2 separate regions of the Mus musculus genome follow, and region 1 is linked to region 2. A link is a contact called in public Hi-C data. All regions are on one chromosome and are shown on one strand. The core of a region is the stretch at or near the end of the contact, and the rest is flanking DNA. Distances in the headings are between cores, read along the strand shown.

Evidence for each region. A called contact is a pair of places that touch in the nucleus more often than the background predicts.
Region 1: a contact with region 2 is called in a Hi-C map of cortical neurons, with 2.2 times the contacts expected there. The contact joins two enhancer-like sites. A contact is called at or near these places in 2 of 484 Hi-C or Micro-C datasets (both in cortical neurons), 2 of 115 datasets of contacts at active chromatin or transcription factors (embryonic hindbrain and stem cell-derived neural progenitor cells) and 1 of 9 other capture datasets (pancreatic islet).

The regions. Positions count from the first base shown.
Region 1 is chr15:96,176,501-96,180,427 of GRCm38.p6, forward strand. The region is part of intron 1 of Gm38469 (spidroin-2); the gene reads right to left. Among named protein-coding and RNA genes, the nearest start is that of 2610037D02Rik, 20 kb to the right of the region's middle. Within about 2 kb of position 2,166, at least 28 of the 459 cell types and tissues checked have an H3K27ac peak or open chromatin away from gene starts, as enhancers often do. A contact at or near this core is called in cortical neurons, where this site is marked.
Region 2 is chr15:95,930,059-95,934,439 of GRCm38.p6, forward strand. Ano6 (anoctamin 6) reads left to right here. Exons shown (of 20, transcript NM_175344.4): 10 at 1,725-1,785. Among named protein-coding and RNA genes, the nearest start is that of Gm41389, 20 kb to the left of the region's middle. Within about 2 kb of position 1,578, at least 90 of the 459 cell types and tissues checked have an H3K27ac peak or open chromatin away from gene starts, as enhancers often do. A contact at or near this core is called in cortical neurons, where this site is marked.

The sequences.
Region 1 (3,927 bases), core at 916-3,415, 250 kb after region 2:
AATTCAGTGTCTTTGTGCTTGGCCGCTCCATCTTTTGGGGGCACATATTCCTAATAAATCTTTCAGGGGCAAACATAGTTCTTGGTAGAAATGACAGACTGTGATGGTTTGTATATGTTCTGCCCAGGGAGTGGCACTATTAGAAGGTGTAGCCCTCTTTTTTTTTTTTTTGGTTTTCCGAGACATGGTTTCCCTGTATAGCCCTGGCTGTACCGGACCTCATTTTGTAGACCAGGCTGGCCTTGCTCTAAGAAATCCACCTGCCTCTGCCTGCCAAGTGCTGGGATTAAAGGCGTGTGCCACCATGCCCGGCCAGGTGTAGCCCTTTTGGAGTAGGTGTGGCCTTGTTGGAGTAGGTGTGTCACTGTGGGTGTGGGCTTTAAGACCCTCATCCTAGCTGCCTGGAAACCAGTATTCTGCTAGCAGCCTTCAGATGAAGATGTAGAACCCTCTGCTCTGCCTGCACCATGCCTGCTGGGATGCTGCCTTGCTCCCACCTTGATGATAATGGACTGAACCTCTGAACCTGTAATCCAGGCCCAATTAAATGTTGTCCTTATAAGGGATGCCTTGATCATGATGTCTGTTCATAGCGGTAAAACCCTAACTAAGACACATACTTAGAAATTCTCAAATGTATTTATTAAAACTTGAACCTCAGGATTGGAGTAACAAATAGGACAGACTGGGCAAGGGAGCTTGGTGATTTCAAATTCACGACACTCACATAAAACCCAGAAATGGTCACACGGACAAAGGTCACACGGGCAGATCTCAAGAGGTCACTGGCCACCCAGCCCTAGCTGATAACCGAGAGATTCCAATTCAGTAAGAGACCCAGTCTCAAGGCTTAGGCAAAGATGGATAGAGGAAGACATCATCTCCTTCAGCCTCTGCTCCAACCCCAAGTTCATACAACAGATACACCATGCAGAGAGAAAGAAAAAGAAAGGCTGGGGGTGGGGCAGCAGGGAGGAAGGAGGGACTCAACCCTCAACTGTAATGAGTGAATTCAGGGTGAAAACAGAGTGATGTGCTGTCCTAGTCAACTTGGTCTTTCCCCTGTGTATTTAATTGATCACATACGTATGGGTCTCCTCTGTACTCTTATGATTGTTATTGAAAGTATCCCAGGTTTCACGCTTTCAATCATGTGCTCTCAGAATACTCGGTGTTGCCAACATTTCATCATAAAAATACATTTGACTTCCTTGGTAACCATGCTTTGCCTGACCTAAAGTTGAAAGACAGTCTAAGAGACACCTAGTATTAGGTTTTTTTTTTGTTTGTTTGTTTGTTTGTTTGTTTTTTACTAGCAATGAGCCTTAACAACAGTTAGTGTTTGTACCATCAGCAGACCCCTCAAAATGACACAGGATTGGTGTGGGCAATTATCACTGTTCCATGAAACTATTCCGGATCCATCCAAGACTGAGCATAGGCAAATTCCAGGTTCTACAAGGCTACACATGGTGTCCAACTCCGCCGGCCCATCACTGAGATCAAACGCCAATAGAAGAGGAAAGAGCCCAGCCATATGCTCTGTAGATCGTTAGCCAGGCCCCAGAAGACAGGGTAGCATCCAGAAGACAAATAAGACCCTGGCCAAACTCTGAAACCACTGTTCCTTGGGAGGCAAATGCTGCCTGCCAGCTTGCCTGGTGAGTGAGTCCTTAGCAGATGGCTAGTTTACCCGTCATCTTAGTTCATCCTCGTGCCTAACATACAACAGAGAGAATTCTCGACTTCTAAAGCAGATCTGCATGACTGTTTAACTCCTGAAGAACACATAAAGCTTCCTCGTTAGTGGGGGACATTACATAAGGACAGGGGCTTCTCTTCGCAGCCAGTGTGACTTTTATCCCATGTGAGAGCACCAAAACTTTCTAACTTCTCTAAGGGAAAAAAAACTCAAAACCCTCCTTTTCTTTCTGTGAGGAATTCTACCTGAACATTTTCCTCCCTAGTTCACAACAAGCCAGGACAGAGAGCTATGACTGTACCCACAGCATGGGGCTTTCTCCTTATGGAAGTGATCTGCCCCAGGGAACATGTGTGTGCTTTTCTTCGAAGGAAGAAGGCAAATAATAGACTTAATTAGCTCAGCGCTTTTCTTGAAATGCTTCTGAAAGCACATGACAGATCTCCATATTCAAACTACCGCCCACACTTGGATTCTACACTGTTTTCTCAAAAGGGGAAATGTACTGATTTATAAACAGAGCTGCTTATAAATACATGCAGTTATTTTTATTTTGTTTTCTATGCTAGATACGGCTTTTGCCTATATATAAGTGAGGGAGGAAACAGCCTTTACAAGGGAAAATTTGTAATTCATTGCTGACAAATCCTGCTAATCATATGGAATAAATGAGTGTACTGTCAACAGTGACGAGGGCTTCCGCTGCCCGGTGCATGCATAATTGACTTCTTTTAATGGATCTTAACACAGACTGCTTGAATAGCTAATTCTTCATACTGTAGCCTTGTAAGAATGTCTTGAGGTTGGTTCGAGTCTAGCCTCTTACCCCTTCAACCATAATGCTGTATATAGCCTCTGAGACACAAGGTATTATTTGTGTTTTCTGGTATCTGTTTGCCCTCTAAAGCCCCAATTACTTAAAACCTTAAAAATATTGTGTGTATGATAGCAACCCTTTCCACAGTCTTCACAGGACACACTCTTTTTCTGTATTTGGCGTATAAAATGTCAACTAGAATCACAGCCGTAAAGGCTTCTCAAAGAGAGGCGAGACTCTAGCAACAACCACTGGGCTCATAGCTGAGGAGTTTTGGGTACTTCAACCTTTTTCTGCAGCATAGAGCCCTCATCTGTAAGTCATAGTAATGACACCTCTGGGAATTGCGGTAGTATAAAATGATTTAATATATACCTGTCACTTAGAACAATATATAATGCTCGATAAATACCACCTGTTATGATCATCAAAACATTGACAAGCCAGTGTTTGAAGTAAGTTCAAGCTTTAAAATAGAAAACAACAACAAAAATCACAACATGAAAGTTTCCTTTCAGCTGTTAATGTATTCTATGAGCAGCCATTACAGTACCTTGAAAGAAAAGGGACAGGAGGAGAGGAGGAGGAAAAAGGGAGCACTCCTAGGAGCAGGAAGGGTGTTGTGGATGGCCTTAGTGATGCCTGTATTTTGATGTTAATTCTGCTTTCCCAACAGGGGTTGTCTGGAATGAGGAATGAGTCACATACTCAAGTGACTTCTTATGAACCTTCCCTGAATGGATAAAGGAGCCAATCACTGGGCGAGTAGGCGGGACTTCCGGGTTGGAGAGAGAAAGCAGGAAAGAGTTAGGGGTCTTTATGAATAGGGATAACGAGAGGGTAAGATGTAGCTACTAGTGTCTCCCAGCTTATATGGCGAATCTGCCAGATTTTCTACCCAAGGATTTAGATTTAAAATGACTTACAAGATTAGGATTCTAGTTGTTGTGTGCAATGATTGAGTTACCATTGTTTCTGAACTAAGTTTGTGTTACATTTTCCTTCATGCGGTGCTTTGACTGGGTTCAAGAGAGAAAGGTACTGTAGGCTAAGCGTGGGTTTGGCAGATGTGCACCACAAAGGCTGTGGGGGATTTGAAGCATGGGGCTGTTGTGGTAGGGACCCACCAGTGGGAACTTAGCGAGCTGGGCGGAGAAATTTTGGAGCTCTGAGTCAGAGAGTCTCCACAAGATAAGAACTGGCCAGCGAGACTTCCCAGGGCTGAGAGAAACTGGGTGTATCACAGGAAAATACCATATCTTTTAAATGTTTCCCAAAACACAAGGGGGTGTTGTCATCCCTTTAGAGATGTAGTGAACACTGGCTCAGTTAGGGAGGACCACCCACAGAAGTACCAGCCACTCCTCCCAGATGAATGAGTTAAGCAAACGATTGTCATAAGTCTTTA
Region 2 (4,381 bases), core at 328-2,827:
GGAACTAGGCAGTTGGCCTGACTTGTATCAATTCCAAAATGGGAGTGACAGTGGATGGGGTCTTGAGGAAGGAGATTTCACATGTGGGATATTTCTCACGGCACTTTGTGTGAAGCTATTTGCTGTAAATGGTTGAAGGACATTTCAGAGCAATGGGTCCCCAAAGGCAAAGAGAAAAGATACAGAAAGCATCATTGGTGGGACATCCAGGCATAACAAGTATATCTTCCTTCACCTGGAGATTTTTCTTTTTAAAGAGGGGTTGTCTCCTGAAACCATTTAGAATCATGCTGTTCGGGTAAAGTTCACATGGATGAGGGAGGCACTTGTGCCTGCTATGGAAACCCTGAGGATAAGAATGTAACTAGATACATAGTTTCTGATCATAACTAGATAGTTTCTAATGAAAATAAACAATGACTGTGTTCGTGAAAATGACACAGCTTTGAATATAAAAGGCAACTGAAACAAAGAAACCTATCTCGGCAGAGTACACTTCCCACTTAGAAACACCTTTGAATGTCACAGTTGTAGAAGTTCCCCTGGATCCTCTTCATGGCCCCCTTATCCCCTTTACTCTTCCCATGGCCTCTGGTAAAACAGGCAGACAGAACCCACTGCTCCCACTTAGCCATTAACTTTGTGAGTCCTTCCTTAAGGAAGTTTTTAAGTGCTCACAAATGAAAAGATGGTAACTGTGATGGTTTGTATATACTTGGCCCAGGAAGTGGCATTGTTTGAAAGTGTGGCCTTGCTGGAGTAGGTGTGTCACTGTAGGTGTGGGTTTTAAGTCCCTCATCCTAGCTGCCTGAAAGCTATTTTTCTCTTAGCAGCCTTCAGATAAAGATGTAGAACTCTCAGCTCCACCTATACCATGCCTGCCTGGATGCTGTCATGATAATGGACTGAACCTCTGAACCTGCAAGCCAGTCCTAATTAAATGTTTTCCTTAGAAGACTTGCCTAGGTCATGGCATCTGTTCACATCAGTAAAACCCTAACTATGACAGAAGTCAATTAGATTTTTTTACCCAGCCAGTCATAAAGGCAGGCAGCTAGGCTATGTATCCATCACCAAAGAGGTGGAGTTTGGCAGCCGTGGTAGCTCCGCCTCAGTGAGACAGTAATCCTTTCTGGTAATTGTACCAGTGCCATCAGCAGAAGCACCTGCATTGCCTTGATCCCACTGAAAATCCTCATCATCGCTTACAGATGCAAAGCCTTCCTCGGGTGGGTGGAAGCAGAAGGCTCCTGGAGGAGAGCCATCACTACATAAACTCAGCTTTGTATTTTTTTTTTAATAAGGAAAGGAATATTTCTGGAATTTATCCTCTGAGGGGACTGAGACACTGATAAGAGGCAAACCATAAACTTACTTAGAGGGCACTGGATCCTTAGAGCCGTTCGCTACGTTCTCCCACTCACTCTGACAGCTCATAAAAGAGGCTTTAACGGCCTGCAATCTTAGCAGATGTGCCTAGTCCTTTATCGCCGTGTGGGAAGATTCCACTGGAAAATGTACTCAAGGCTCAGACGGCGAAAGCTGTTTGCTTTTAAAATGCGAGAAATTCCATCTGTGGGTATGTCATACGTGTGGTGATTGTTAAACCAGCATTGGGCTCAGCAAACACTGCAGGCTGCAGAGTGTACGAAGTGTTACGTATTTGCTGAATTTCTGATAAGTGAGGAATTGATTTATTTATGCCTTGCTGCTCTGTTTTCCAGAAATTGTGCATCTTTGACAGTTTTGGAACCCTGATCTTCGCTGTATTTATGGGAGTGTGGGGTAAGTTACTTTCAGTTTTCTCTCAGTTTGATGGTGTCTGTGCAATTTTGTGTAAGCTATTAAATTCATGTACTTTTAGGACCATGTTCTGGCTGAACCTCCATTCCTCCAGAGCTTTGCTGGTAGTTGTCATTCGATTTTACTGTATGAAAATTTACCTCAGAGATCCATGGCTTCAACCACACACGGTTTCATTCTTTTTTGTTTTTGTTTTTTTGTTTTTCTTCTCTCAGTTCCCTGAGTCACACATGGCCTGATCTCTGTGGTGAGCCATTGGCTTCTCTGTAAAGAGGTGATATAGCAGTAAGAAGCCTGGCCTGGTCTGTGGGGTTCCAAATGGTGTCACCCTCAAATTATCTAGCCTAGGATTCTGTATGGGTCTTCAGAGATACAAAAGGACGCAAAGGACCACAGACCTCAATGGGTTTGGCATTAAGGTTATTATTGACATTTATTCTTTGAGAATGTCATACAATTAAATCTGGTCATATCCACCCCCTGCTTCATGTCTCAAGTTGCCCCCGATCCTCCCCACTGCGTCTTCCTCTCAACTTCATGTTCTCCTTGTCTATTCTGAAATAGCTCACTAAGCCCAGTTGGCGCTGCCGGGGTGTGCATGGGCTCTTGGCCAGCTTCTGGAGCCTAGGCAACCCTACCTCTGGCCAACCCTCCAGAGGAGAATGTGTCTCCTTCCCCAGGCAGCTGCTGAATGCCAGCAGCTCCTCCAGTAGAGATGACTTTTGTGAGCTCACCCCTAGTCTATGTTGTAATTTGGATTGGCTTATTGTGGGCAGGTCTGGTGCAGGTAACCATGGCTACTATGAGTCTGTGTGTATAGCAGCCATGCCTTATCCAGAAGATAATATTTCATGGTACTCTTCCCTGTCCTCGAACCATTAAATTCCTCCCCTCCCGATCCCCCTCTCCTCTCCCTCCTCTCTCCTCCTCCCCTTCCTCCCAGTCCTCCCCCTCCTCCTCTGCAGTGATACCTGAGCCTTGGCAGGGGTCTGGTAAGAGATGTCCCATTTAGGGCTGAGCACAGGGAAGCAGCTTTACCGACATGGAGAGCATCCTAGAACTATGGGTTTAAATTAAATGCTCAGACAGCTTGGCTGCATGGCCATTTAGCAAAGTCCCAACAGTAGGTCCCACCTTAGGGATTATGATCGCCTCAGGTCTGGGCTCTTAGCTCGGCTTAGAGTACCAGGCCTGACTTCTGTCCTGTGCAGCACACCCCAAATCCAATCAGAAGGCAACTGGCTACCCTATAAAAGTCATGCCACAACTGCACCCTGGGTACCCACAAGTGCAACAGCGACATTGGGCCCATGATTATAGTATTTGCTAATGTCCTGGCAGCTGAAGCAGCAAGGCAGGCATCCGAGCCTGAGGGATGGAGTGGAGGAAAGGACCCAGGGGTGTGAGTCACTGGAGGCCATCACTGTTGTTTCGGTGTCCGTCGTCTCAAATGCTAAGAACCAGAGCTCCTCTTTCCCCTGCCCCTCCCCCTCTCCTTTGACTAGACAATCACAGGAACCTCGTTAGTCCCCAAATACAAAATCTACAATAATCCAAAATCCCAGTGTTAGTGTAAATCAGCGCTCAGCATGTTTCCATATTCCAGGTTGGTAGATAAGGAATGCTTATTCTTAGACTATAACAGTCCCCACAGTTAGAATTCAGCCTGGGGCAGGGGCAGCAGTGAGGAACAGGAGAATGCCCGTGAGCTTGCTTCTTTTTATAGTTTTATAGGATCGGAAAGTTTTTAAGTATATTTCACTGTGGTAATAATAGCCAGTTCTCTGTAATAGAAAAGATGCGATCTTGACGCGTAAGTTCTGCCTAGAAACTGGATGTTGTTTGTCCCTTTTAACGTGGGTAGCATCAGTAATATAGCGAGGAAAGCATTTCATTTAAAAGCAGATGTCTGAGTGTTTGATTGGCGTAAATACTCTAACGTAGAGGAAAATGTCCCACCATCAAGGATACATGCATTCGATTTCCACTTGTGTCTTGTGCATTGAGATCAGCAATGTCAGGTCACAGGAAAGTGTGGGGAAGAAACCAGGCCACACCTCTCAGCTTGAAAGGCAAGTCTTTAGTGTGTGCACACACACAGAGTTGGGGATTGGGGTTCCTTGCAGGGCAGGTGGTGGCTTTACCTGTGAAGGGCCACCGAATGGTACATTGTACCCTTAAGAGATACATTGTACCCATGTGCTGGGTGGTATAGAGAGAATCTTACACATCTGGATGGATGTTATACCTGTCAATAATAAATCTGACCACTTGTAGCCTAGGTAGGAAATAGAAGGTGGGAGGGACACCTGGGAGGCAGAAAGAATTCTGGGATAGCACAGGCAGAAGATCAGCCTGGGAAGATGTGACAAGACAGGTGCAGGGTACCTGAGCACAGTTAACCAACCAGCCATGTGGCAGAATGTAGGTTAAATTAATTAGGGTATTTTAGTTTTGATCTAGTTAGAGCCTAGCTATATGGCCAAGGTATTTATAGATATATTTTTGAGTCTGAGTCTTTATTTCTGGGATCACGGGACTGGGAGTAAGAACTGGGCCTAACTTCTACAGGGTGGTG